3 separate regions of the Sus scrofa genome follow, and regions 1 and 3 are each linked to region 2. A link is a contact called in public HiChIP or PLAC-seq data. All regions are on one chromosome and are shown on one strand. Each heading gives the region's core, a stretch centred on a gene start, on an enhancer-like site or on the middle of the called end of the contact. The rest is flanking DNA. Distances are from core to core; before and after follow the strand shown. Region 1 has its middle 130 kb from the start of JCAD. Region 2 overlaps SVIL (supervillin). Region 3 has its middle 110 kb from the start of SVIL.

Region 1 (4,101 bases), core at 363-2,862, 190 kb before region 2:
TTCACCTTAAAAAAAAAAAAAGGTACTCTATAGAAGATACCTTGGGTGCCTGGTGGCTCAGCAGGTTAAGGATCTGGCATTGTTACTGCTGAGGCTTGGGGTCAATCCCTGGCCCCGGAACTTCCCCATGCCGTGGGTGTGGAAAAAAAAGAGAAAGAGAGGAAAAACATGGGTGGATCTTACAATCAGTGGGCTGAGCAAAGAAGGTTTACATGAAAGCATATGAGCAGTATTGTTCCACTTACACAGCTTTCTAGAAGAGAAAAACACTAACCTACGACGGAAAATCAGAATCGAGGCTCTCCTTGGAGTTCCTGTTTTGGCTTATTGGTAACTAATACGGATGGTATCCATGAGGACATGGGTTTGATACCTGGCCTCACTCTGTGGGTTAAGGATCTGGCATTGCCATGAGCTGTGGTGTGGGTCACAGAACCAGCTTGGATCCCACATGGCTGTGGCACAGGCTGGCAGCTATGGCTCTGATTTGATCCCTAGCCTGAGAACTTCCCTATGCTGCAGGTGGGGCCCTAAATTAAAAAGAAAAAGAAAAGAGCCTCTTCTAGGGGTGGAGCAGGGACGGGATGGGACTGGAAGGGGCACAGAGCAAGCCCCCCTCCCCCTTGGCATGAAGGCAAGCTGCTCTCTCCTGCTGGGGGTTTGGGTTACAAGAGAATATACCTACGCTCACACTCAGCCAGAGCACACAGAAGATTTGCGCATTTCATCATCTGCAAATTTGACATCAAAAGAAAAAAACCACAATGGACCTTGAACGCTCATTGATGGTATGCATGCTGAAATACGTAGGGGATGGTGCACTGATGGCTATAATCTACTTGGCAGTGCGTCCTATAGAACAAGAAAGATTGGTGGGTAAATAGGGAGTTGGACCGATTGGGTGCAAAACAAGTAAGGGAAACCATTAACTGCAGGGTCTGGGTGGAAGGTGTCCGTTAAAAAGACCCTTTCTACACTGTCATGTGTTTGAACATTTTCATAATAACATGTTGGAAGGAAAAGCCATGTAAGAACAGAGCAGAAGAGAACAGCCATCCTCATCCTCCACCCAGAACACTTAGAGCATCGGAAAGAAGCGAGGATGCAGGGCCAGGATGCAGAGCTCAGCCCTGGGGCATCCTGTGGACTGTTATGGTACCCAGGAGTATTTCTATGGCAACGACGACCAGAAAGACTGCTGAGAACAAAAGACGTTTTCCTGTCCCTGCTTTGGGAAAAAACAAAACAAACACCTGGGGAGGGGGGAGGCACAAGAAAAGCACAAATATGCCCCCAACCCCACACAAGATTAGCCCATTTTATCAGCAGAGACAAGCTGTGTTAAGGAAAGATAGTGCCCGAGCCAGGACTGGAGGCTAATCTCTCTGGGAATTAAAGCTGCATTAACTTGTTTTCAGTATTTCTCAGGAAGAATCCACAGATTCTGAACTATGACTGTTTGCATATTATTTCTTCTTATCTCTTAGAAAGAAAAAAAAAAGACAGTTTGCCCACAATCTCCAGTGATTGGTGGAGAATGAAAGTGTATGCTGACTGGTATTCGGAACTTGTCACTTACTGGCAGCTTCCTTCCTTCTTCACCCCCTCAAGTCAGTCCCTATCTGAGCTTAGGGCAGAAACCCTGTTTTTCTACCCACTCCCACCCACAAAGTTCCCGTTCCTATTTTCTCTTCTATTTGCCTTCTGAGAGGCTCAGCAGTCAAGGGTGGGATTTCTGGGAAGCACCCCTCTTTCTCCTCGGATTGGCCTTTCTGGGCTTGTTGCCTCCCAGGAATGAGGAGATCACTGCCAACTCCTGATTGTTCCAGGTGTCACAGGAAGGGAAGCAGAGACCAGAGGATGCTCAGGGGGCCTCAGAGCCTCTCCCAAAGCAACGGTGAATTTCCTGGCCTTCTTGTGTGATGTTCTGTGGATGCCGGAGGTCAGATAAGGACCACAGAGAGGCAGAAACCCTGCTTTGGCACTCACCCCTTCCCCAGCATCTCCTGCAGGCAAGGCCCCTCCACCCAGGTTTCTAACCCTGGGGTCTAGTGGGTAATTTGATGAAACTGCCCCTTTCTGACACCCCTCCTCAAGCCTTTGACAATTGTCTGCAGTTCTGCAATGTGCAGAGGAGAAAGCGTGTGAAATTCGGAGTTGGGAAAACCTGGGTTCTGGTCTCTGTGCTCCCTTCTTGCCTGGGTGTTAAGACCTCAGGCAGGGGAGTTCCCATCGTGGCTCAGTGGTTAATGAGCCCGAATAGTATCCACAAGGATGTAGGTTCAATCCCTGGCCTCCATCAACAGGTTAAGGATCCAGTATTGCTGTGAGCTGTGGTGTAGGTCGCAGACATGGCTCAGATCTCAAGTGGCTGTAGCTGGGGCTGTGGTGTAGGCCAAGGCTGTAGCTCAATTTGACCCCTAGCCTGGGAACTTCCATGTGCCATGGGTGCAGCCCTCAAAAGACCAAAAAAAAAAAAAAAAAAAAAAAAAAAAAAAAACCTCAGGAAGGGAGTGTCTCTAGGTGTGCAGTGGCCATGACCCCAGGCACCATGGGCAGGATGCCTGGGAGGCTACATGGGCCTCCTGGCATGTAGCTGTGCCCAGTGAACATTTGGAGTTTGGGAGGGGGCATGATGGTGCAGAGGGGAAGAGACGGAAGGCATTTCCATTCAGAAGCAGGGATCCCCGGGGCAACACCATGCCTCAGTTATCCATCACTGGGTGAGGGGTGCTGTGTGACCAAGCCAGCTGAGAGCTGTGACAAAGGGGTGAGGGGCTTTATATTCAGGTTCTGTGCTGCATAACAGCTCACCATGGACAGTGGCTTAGAACAACACGCAGTTTTCATCTCCCAGTGTCTGTGGGTCAGGAGTCTGGACATGGCTCAGCTGAGGCCTCTGCTCCAGGGATCCCCAGGCTGAAATCAAGGGGCTGTGATCTCATCTGGGGCTCAGGGACCCCTTCTGGGATCACAGGTGGTTTTCAGAAGCTAGCTCCTTGCAGACAAGATGAGGTCTTATTTTCTTGTTGACTGTCAGTGGGGGTCACTCTTAGCTTCTAGAAGTCTTCCTTGGGTCCTAGCCACTGACCGCTCCCAACAGGGAAGCTCAAAGCCAGCAGAATGGCTCTCCCTTCAAATCTCGATTTAATCAGCTTTGAAGGGTACTTATAACATGGAACAGACAGAACATAACCAAGCACCCCATCACTTTGCCAATCGGATGTCACCTAACCCAGGGACAGGCCAGCCATCCTCTTCATGGGCCCCACCTATACTCAGGGGAAGGGATTTTACACCTGTGATTGCTGGGGAGTGGAATCTTGGAGTCCATCTTTGGAATCTTGTGGTTCATCTACTAAATCTTGGAATTTGGTTCCTGGGAGAAATGGGCTCAGAGGATTAGTCCTGCAGGGAGGGGAAAGGGCTTTGCTTTCCACAGTCAGTATGAGGCCCCCAGCCTTCCCCAGCTTTGGGGGAATACCACACAGTGAGAAGGGCTTCAGAAGGGAAGGTGAGAGAAAGACAGAGTAGTCCCATCTGGATTGATTTCCTGAGTTTGAGGGCTGCACCTGCAGTATATGGAAGTTCCCAGGCTAGGAGTCGAATCAGAGCTGCAGCTGCCAGCTTATGCACAGCCACAGCCACAGCAGCTCGGGATCCAAGCCATGTCTGTGACCTATACCACAGCTCACAGCAACGCCAGATCTTTAACCCACTAAGTGTGGCCAGGGATTGAACCCGCATCCTCATGCATACTAGTTAGGGTCATTTCCGCTGAGCCACAACAGGAACTCCTGTTTTTGTCATTTTAAAAGAAAGTCTGTATATTGGGGGAGAGGGTTGTTTTTGCTTCTGCTTCTCTGAATAATGTGGGTCCAGGTCTGAGTCCAGGTCTCTCAGTGAGACACATGGCGTCATCAGAAAGGAGTCAGGAATTGGATGCAGACAGACATCGTGCCAGCTGGCAGAGAAATCACCTCTTCTTTGAAGATCTCCTTAGAAAAGTGTCATGGTCTGTGCACATGGGTCGGAAAAAGAATTTTCCATTCGAAGCAAGGTGAAGAAAAGACAAGTTGGAGTTCCCATCATGACACAGCA
Region 2 (3,789 bases), core at 688-3,187:
AAATCCTAACCCTTAGGCCACCAGGGATCTCCCGAAACCATATTTAAGTTTATGTTGATTTACTTTTTTTTTTTTTTAAACAAACCAATCCTAGGGTCACTGGGCTGAGGATATTAAGAAATAGGGGGAGAATTTTTGAAACCTCTGACTGTCTGATGAACAGGCTCCCCCACCTGCAGGAGGAGCTCTGTTGATGGAAGCCTTTCTGGAGCAACTGCACACCTCTTTGTCAAGGGGGTTGCCAAAGCGGAGCCTGGCTGAATTTAGAAGATACTTGTCCAGCTTCTAGACAAAAGGGTTCCTCTAGTTTCTCACCTGATGGCCCTAAGACTTGATGTTTGTTTCTTAACACCTTTCAAAAATGAAGCCACGATATTCACCCGGATTATTGGACTCGTCATTTCTAGGGTAGCTACTGAAGGAGACTTTTTTTAACCTCTCTTTCTCAAGCGTGTTTCCTGAAAGGCTGACCAGGGAGAACATGATTCTGGGGATGTTCTGTGTGATGTGGAGCTCAGAGGGTACAGTGGGGGAGCCCTGGGTGCCCTGGAGGGGTGGGTGGGCCTGGGCAAAGCACACCCCGAATCAGGGTAAATGACCTTTAAGATCAAGAGAGCAGGACAATCATCACAGGTAATAATAAGCTGTCTGAAGCAGGTGTGTATGTTTTGTTGGCCTGGGAGGGAGCTTGTGTGAGTTGATGATAAACCTGATTGTTAGGATGATATTAACATGACCTTTGAGTCACCCCACCTGCTCTGCCACCCACGTACCCTGGTGTCTGCCTCCCAAAGCCCCATTTGTGGTTCCTGGGCAATCTGGGTAGGTTGAGGCAGCGGCGGGCGGCGGGGGGTGGGGGACCTTCCACATGATGTAAAGTACAATGTACAACGTGCTGGTCATGTTTGAAGATGTCTGTATATTTGAGCCTCTAAAGGCATATTTGCATTTTAACAATGTCTGTATGCTCCTGTTTCCTCATCAAATCTCTTTTATCCAGCAGGAAGTATTTTCTCCTCTTTCTATGTAAACATCCCTTGGTCCTGCCCTTCTGTCAATGGTTGGGTTCCTCCTTCTAATGATGTAGGAAGAGTCGTCTCCTCGCTAACAGCGAGAATATTAAATCTATGAAGCCTCCGAAGGCTTTCTTTCTGTTTGGTTTCCTACTTTGCACCAGGTGCCTGGAAGAGGGGTCTGTAGAATGTGCTTGAGAAACATTTACTTTTTTTTGTAGTTATATTTTATTTATTTATTTATTTGCTTATTTTTTTTTTTTTTTAAGTTGGCACCCACGGCATATGGAAGGTCCCAGGCTAGGGGTTGAATCAGAGCTGTAGCTGCCAGCCTACAACACAGCCAGAGCCACAGCAACACCAGATCCTAGCTGCATCTGTGACCTACACCACAGCTCACGGCAATGCTGGATCCTTAACCCATTGAGCAAGGCCAGGGACTGAACCCTCATCCTCATCGTTACTAGTTGGGTTTGTTACCAATGAGCCCCAACGGGAACTCTGAGAACCATTTACTTAATGAGGTTGTACATGCATCTTTCTGCTCCTAACTCCTTCCTTTCTGCCTCTAACTCCTTCTGTCCCTTCATTCATGAACTTCTCACTGGGCTGACCCAGCACCTGCCCTCCCCACTGGTCTGTGGGGCATGATAAGCCCCTGCTTGTTCCCCTCGGAGAGCCTGGGGAGGGTGTCCGCTGTGTTGTCACCACACTGGCAACCATAGGGTAAGCTGTCAGCTCCTGGAGGCATTTCCAGGATGCTTACAGACGGGATACGGAAGGAAACAGAGGCTAAGGGGCAGCACTGGTGTCGGAGGCTGGATGCTCTGCCCCGTTTACCGCCCCTCCCAGGAAGCATCTCTGCAGGATGGGCTGTGGGTGGGGGAGGGGAGCAGGAAGGGCGTGTGCTGGCTGTCACAACTGAATCCTTCCTTCTGGTTGTCTGTGGTTAAGTCACGTGGCAGCAGAACCTCTGTCCCCCATGATGACAGGGGGTTAAGGTGGCCTTGGCCAAGCCCTGCCTCTGTTTAAATAAATAAAGGAGCACAGAACAGTCTGGCGCTGGACTACAGGCTGCCTGATGTGATTTGCCGCCTATAAGAAGTCTGGCTGATGGAAGAGTCAAATCCAATTCTGATGATCTAATGCCCCCCCCCAGGGGGGGCAGTTTTGGTGGTTGGCTTCCCCCCTCCAAGTGATCCCAAGGAGGAGGGCAGTAGGCAGACTCTTCCAGAACCTCTTTGCTAAGTGAGTTTGTCTGGAAAGAAAATTGTAGGTAAAAGATTTTAACTGTAAAGCACAGTAAGAATTGCCTTCTGGTCAGCTGATGAGTAATTTTGAGACACGCATGAGACCATGGACTATGCTCCTTTCCTCCTCTTCCTCTCCAACCCCCCTCCCCTCTCCCCATTTCCCTTCCCCATCTTCCCCCTCCCCCCCATTCCCCTCTCCCATTCCCCTTCTCCTCCCCTCCCCTCCCCCATTCCCCTTCCCTCATTTCCTGCCCCCTCCCCCCATTTCCCCCTCCCCTCCCCTTCTCCTCCCCCTTCCCCTCCCCTTTCTGCTCCCCCTTCCTTTCCCCCTTCTCCTCCCCCTCCTCTCTGCCCATCTCTCTCTCTCTCTCACACACACTGTCAAGTCTTTCCCTGTCAGGCTCTGTGCTGAGGTAGCTGGAGCCGCTCTCATCGTCTCTGAGTACAGAGGAAGCTCTCACTTTGTCATGTAATTGCTGCCACCCTCTCTCTGCTCTTCTGCACGGCCCCGAGCCTCACTCTCCAGCCCTTCCACACCCTTCTGTCCATCTGCCTTTCCTTCTCCCCAGGTCCCCACTTCCCAGGGTCCCTCCCCCCATCGCCTCCCACTCCCTGCCCCGCCCCCACTTCCCCAGGATTCCACCTGGTTTCTGCCATGCAGGGCTCCACGCTGCCCTGCCTCCTGCCCAGGGAAGGCTCTAGAAGGGCAGGGAATGCCTGGTATGCTGGGGAGTGGCCTCGGCTGTGGCCACCTTGTCCCTCGCTCCCCTTGCCTTGCTATTCTCTGCCTTGCCCTGGACTCTGTCACCTCCAGCACACTTGTCATAGCCTCAGTCTCTGGCTGTAGCCTCAGGGCTGACGTCTGGCCTCAGCCCCTCTTAGTGCGCTCCTCTGATGCAGGCTTCCATCCCTGCCCGGTTATCTCATGTCCTGGTCTCACTTAGTGACCCTCGGCCTCACATGTGCTGTTCCTACTGCCTGCAGTGCTTTTCCCCCCTTCCTTCTCAATGGGTTACACCTGACTGGTCACCAAAGATGTCACCAGGTGCCTCCCGCAAGAAGCCAACTGTTGGGAGGGGCTTCTGGGTCTCACTGAACAAAACTCGTATCAGAATGTGTGCCAGAAAGTGCATTGGACACTGACCTCCTCAGCTGAACAGACATCAGTGAAGGCAGAACTGGATCCCTGGCCTGTGGCTATGCCTCCCTGTTCCCCTCAGGTGTTAGAAAGTGTCTGCTTTTCTGATTGTTTATCCTTAAACCTTCAACTTTATGCTCAATGCTTTTTGCTTTATGTTAATTGTTTTTCTAACAAAATATTTCATAAAGAAGGCGCCTCTGATGTGGAGGGAGCCTGGCACAATAAATTGAGGTTGTCCTTCTTCCTCGAAACACCTTTGATGGGTTTATCAGTTGCCACTTTTCTCCCGAGCGTGTGCCGAATGGATTGATCACTACATTTGAGAATGTCGTAGAAGTTAGAGTTGACGCAAGAGAAGCCATCTGGTGCTACAAACAGCACA
Region 3 (3,700 bases), core at 128-2,627, 170 kb before region 2:
AGCAATGCAGGATCCAAGCTGCATCTGCGACCTACACCACAGCTCACGGCAACACCAGATCCTTAACCCACTGAGCAAGGCCAGGGATTGAACCCACATCCTCATGGATACTAGTCAGTTTTGTTACCGATGAGCCACGATGGGAACTCCGACAGGCCTGTTTTCTGTCTCTGGGACTTTCGTCTTTTGACCACCAAACATTTTCTTTAATAAAAGCAGTTTGTGTGCCTTACTCTTAGCAGATGCCGATAGAGACACTGTCCAGATACTGAGAGAAGGAAGGTTTTGTGTCTAGAAAATCAAGTATGACTAAGACTAGCTCACATACCACAGGAAACCCTTATCTTTCAAAAACTTCCCCTTGGTAAGATTGTTCAAAGATGTACAGGCTTGCTTTTTTTCTGATTTTGTTTAGGAGGTAAAGATCGAGGCTTCTCTTCTTTTTAATTGTGCAAATAGGTCTAATGGAGGTTGCTCGTGTTTTCCATTGGTCTATAGTGGAAACGTGCTTCTCTGGATGTGGTCCTCACACCTCCGTTTTAGTGGGCTCACCTTCTGGAGAGTTCTGCAAGGGGAAGAGCACTGGGATATGATTTGGGTCGGTTATCCAGGGCCCTTTGTGTCTCACTGAATCTTTCTCCGCCTCAACTGCCTGACTTGCAAAACAGAGAAGCTGCAATTCATCTTCCCTTCCAGGTGTTGCCAAGATGCATCATCAGGGGAACTGGTGGCAAAATGTAACTGGTGGCAACATGGTGGCTCAGCAGTTAACAAACCCGACTAGGATCCACGAGGATGCAGGTTTGATCCCTGGCCTCGTTCAGTGGGTTAAGGATCGGCATTGCCATGAGCTATGATGTAGGTCACAGATGCAGCTCCAGTCTGGTGCTGCTCTGGCTGTGGTGCAGGCTGGCAGCTGTAGGTCTGATTGGACCGCTAGCCTGGGAACCTCCATATGCCACGGGTGTGGGCCTAAAAAATAAATAAATAAATAAATAAATAAATAAGGAGTAACAAGCACCATAGTTAAGTAACAGATAAGAACCATTGCATTGTATCAACCTGGCTTTGAACCTACACGTCAGGTTGTAACCCAGCTTTGGGTACTTACCAAAGACAAGTTCCTCTGCCAGTATCAATGAGACAAACAACGAAATAATTTGCTAGAGTTCCCTGCTGGCTCAGGGGGTTAAGGATCCAGTGCTGTCCGTATTGTGGTTCTGGTTACTTCTGTGGTGCAGATTTGATTCCTGGCCCCGGAACTTCTTTATGCCACGAGCCCAGCCAAAAAAAAAAAAACAAAAACAAAAACGAAGCCCTTGCTCTTACAGTCTGTGCATTGTGTATCATTGGGTGGAGTGGACATGATTATGGTGACATCGATGGCCTTTTCTCAATTTCAGTTCTTTACAAAAGATAAAGAGGAAAGAATGTATGAGGATGAAGGAACTGGAATTTATGGTCTTTGCAGTTTCTAAGAACATCAAAGACTCCACAAGCTTCAATTCCACCCATCCCCTCCCTCCCCATAGGTAAAATTCTCTTTCAGAGATGGCTTCTTTTTTTCTTTTTATGGCCACACCCGTAGCATACAGAAGTTCCCAGGCTAAGGGTCAAATCAGAGCTGCAGCTTCCAGCCCACGCCACAGCCACAATAAAGCCAAATAGGAGCTGCATCTGTGACCTATGCCTCAACTCACAGCAATGCCAGACCCTAAACCACTGAGTGAAGCCAGGGATCCAACCCGCATCCTCATGGATATTATTAGGTTTTTAACCCACTGAGCCACAATGGGAACTCTGTAGAAATGGTTTCTTAAACCAAAGGCCTGCTCTTAGGACTGTTAGATTTCCTTCCTTGGTACCCGTGTATCAGACGTCGCAGTCTGGCCTTCTAGAAACTAATCTGAGTGTCCTGAGCACTATTTAGAAGTTCAAATAGTTCTCCCTGACCTCAGAGATCTCTTCAACTCTAAAGACCCTTTGTCCTGTTTGAATGGCCAGAGGGGATGGCCCCATGGCCTCGTTCACTGCCTCTTGTCACTGAAGTGTGTGTGTCTGTTAACAGTTCTTCCCAGTGCGGCTCAAATTGGTCCAGCCCATTCATTTCGCCCTTCTCCTGCTCTGGCTAAGTGGGTGAAGGGTTTGCGCATCATAACACAGAACAGAAGGCTCAAGGAGCAAGAAAAAGCAGTCTTGAGTTTAGACCCTTAAGGGCTCTTAATTCCTGTGACAAAGGAATTGCATATACTTGGCTTTGACATCAGAGAGCAGAGCTGGGACCCATGAGCGGAGGTGATGAGGTTACGTGCAGGCAGATTTCAGCTCAATATTATGAAAACAGACTTTAGCACAAGGATGGACTGCCTTGTGAGGTAGAGAGTTCCCCAGCACTGAAAGTATGCAAACAGAGGTGCTCTTATCCCTTTCTAGAAGGGCTCTCGCTTGGTTTAAGGGCTGGACTCAAGGGCCTCTGAGGTCCTTTCAGATGGAGATACTGGGCTTGCAAGTTCATCGGTGAGTTTTCTCACACCTGGAAACGCCCTGCACCAGCTCGGTCCCCCTCCCTCTGTGCAGAAAGCCTGGAGTAAGAACATGTCACATTCCCCAGATAACATTCTCCCCACCCAGGTGAAAAGGTGAGGATGACAAGCACACACCTGAGTGGAGGCTTTATTACTGTCCCCGGGGCAGAAGTGGCAAGACAGTAAACTGGGAGGTTAGCATTCCTTTCTTCCTTCATTTTTTTTCCCATGGCTCTTACAGAACCGGCTTGCTTCTCTTAAAACTGCTTTGTTTTTTATTTTTTAACTTCATCACCTTTCCCAAGCGTATAGAAAGACTAAAGCAGAGCCTGGGACACAAGAGGTGCTCAACACATCTTTTTTAAAAGAACAGATGAATACATTTTAAAAGCAAGAGGAGTTCCCACTGTGGCTCAGTATGTTAAGGACCTGACATTGTGCCCGTGAGGGGGCAGATTCGATCCCTGGCCCGGCTCAGTGGGTTAAGGATCCAGCATTGCCATGAGCTGTGGGGCATAGGTCACAGATGCGGCTCAGATCTGGTGTTGCCGTGGCTGTGGCATAGCCTGTATCTACAGCTCTGATTTGACCCCGAGCCTGGAAACTTCCATATGTCGCAGGTGCAGCTATAAAAAGAAAAAAAAAATTTAATTTAAAAAATAAATTAAAACAAGAGAAGAGCATATATAACACTTGACCCCAAAGTCAACTAGCTTAGCCATTCCGGGGCCATCTGTAAAACAGGGGTGAATACACTCATGGTGCCTGACGTTTAGGTCGTTATGAGGATTAGAGAATAAGGAAGAACCTGCACTTAGCAGAGTCTGACACGCAAACAGGGTTTGTTAAAGGCCAGCTCTCTTCAGAGTTCCTGTTGTGGCTCAGTGGTTAACGAATCCAACTAGGAACTGTGAGATTGAGGGTTCGATCCCTGGCATTCGTTGCTCAGTGGGTTAAGGATCTGGTGTTGCTGTGAGCTGTGGTGTAGGTTGCAGATGCGGCTTGGATCCTGCGTGGCTGTGGCTGTGGTGTAGGCTGGCAGCTACAGCTCCAACTAGACCCCTAGCCTGGGAACCTCCATATACCATGGGAGCAGCCCTAGAAAAGGCAAAAAAAAAAAAAAAAAAAAAAAAAAAAAAAAAAAAAAAAAAGGCCAGCTCTCTTCATTACTGTAT

Evidence for each region. HiChIP or PLAC-seq counts read pairs in DNA pulled down with a chosen protein or histone mark.
Region 1: an H3K27ac HiChIP or PLAC-seq map of alveolar macrophages shows a contact between it and region 2. The contact joins two enhancer-like sites. A contact is called at or near these places in 1 of 47 Hi-C or Micro-C datasets (psoas muscle) and 2 of 2 datasets of contacts at active chromatin or transcription factors (alveolar macrophages and skeletal muscle).
Region 3: a contact with region 2 is called in an H3K27ac HiChIP or PLAC-seq map of alveolar macrophages. The contact joins two enhancer-like sites. A contact is called at or near these places in 2 of 2 datasets of contacts at active chromatin or transcription factors (alveolar macrophages and skeletal muscle).

The regions. Positions count from the first base shown.
Region 1 is chr10:41,037,704-41,041,804 of Sscrofa11.1, forward strand. No RefSeq gene overlaps it. Among named protein-coding and RNA genes, the nearest start is that of JCAD, 130 kb to the left of the region's middle. Within about 2 kb of position 1,613, at least 2 of the 83 cell types and tissues checked have an H3K27ac peak or open chromatin away from gene starts, as enhancers often do. A contact at or near this core is called in alveolar macrophages, where this site is marked.
Region 2 is chr10:41,230,979-41,234,767 of Sscrofa11.1, forward strand. All of the region lies in intron 2 of SVIL (supervillin), which reads left to right. Among named protein-coding and RNA genes, the nearest start is that of SVIL, 57 kb to the left of the region's middle. Within about 2 kb of position 1,938, at least 28 of the 83 cell types and tissues checked have an H3K27ac peak or open chromatin away from gene starts, as enhancers often do. A contact at or near this core is called in alveolar macrophages, where this site is marked.
Region 3 is chr10:41,065,269-41,068,968 of Sscrofa11.1, forward strand. No RefSeq gene overlaps it. Among named protein-coding and RNA genes, the nearest start is that of SVIL, 110 kb to the right of the region's middle. Within about 2 kb of position 1,378, at least 6 of the 83 cell types and tissues checked have an H3K27ac peak or open chromatin away from gene starts, as enhancers often do. A contact at or near this core is called in alveolar macrophages, where this site is marked.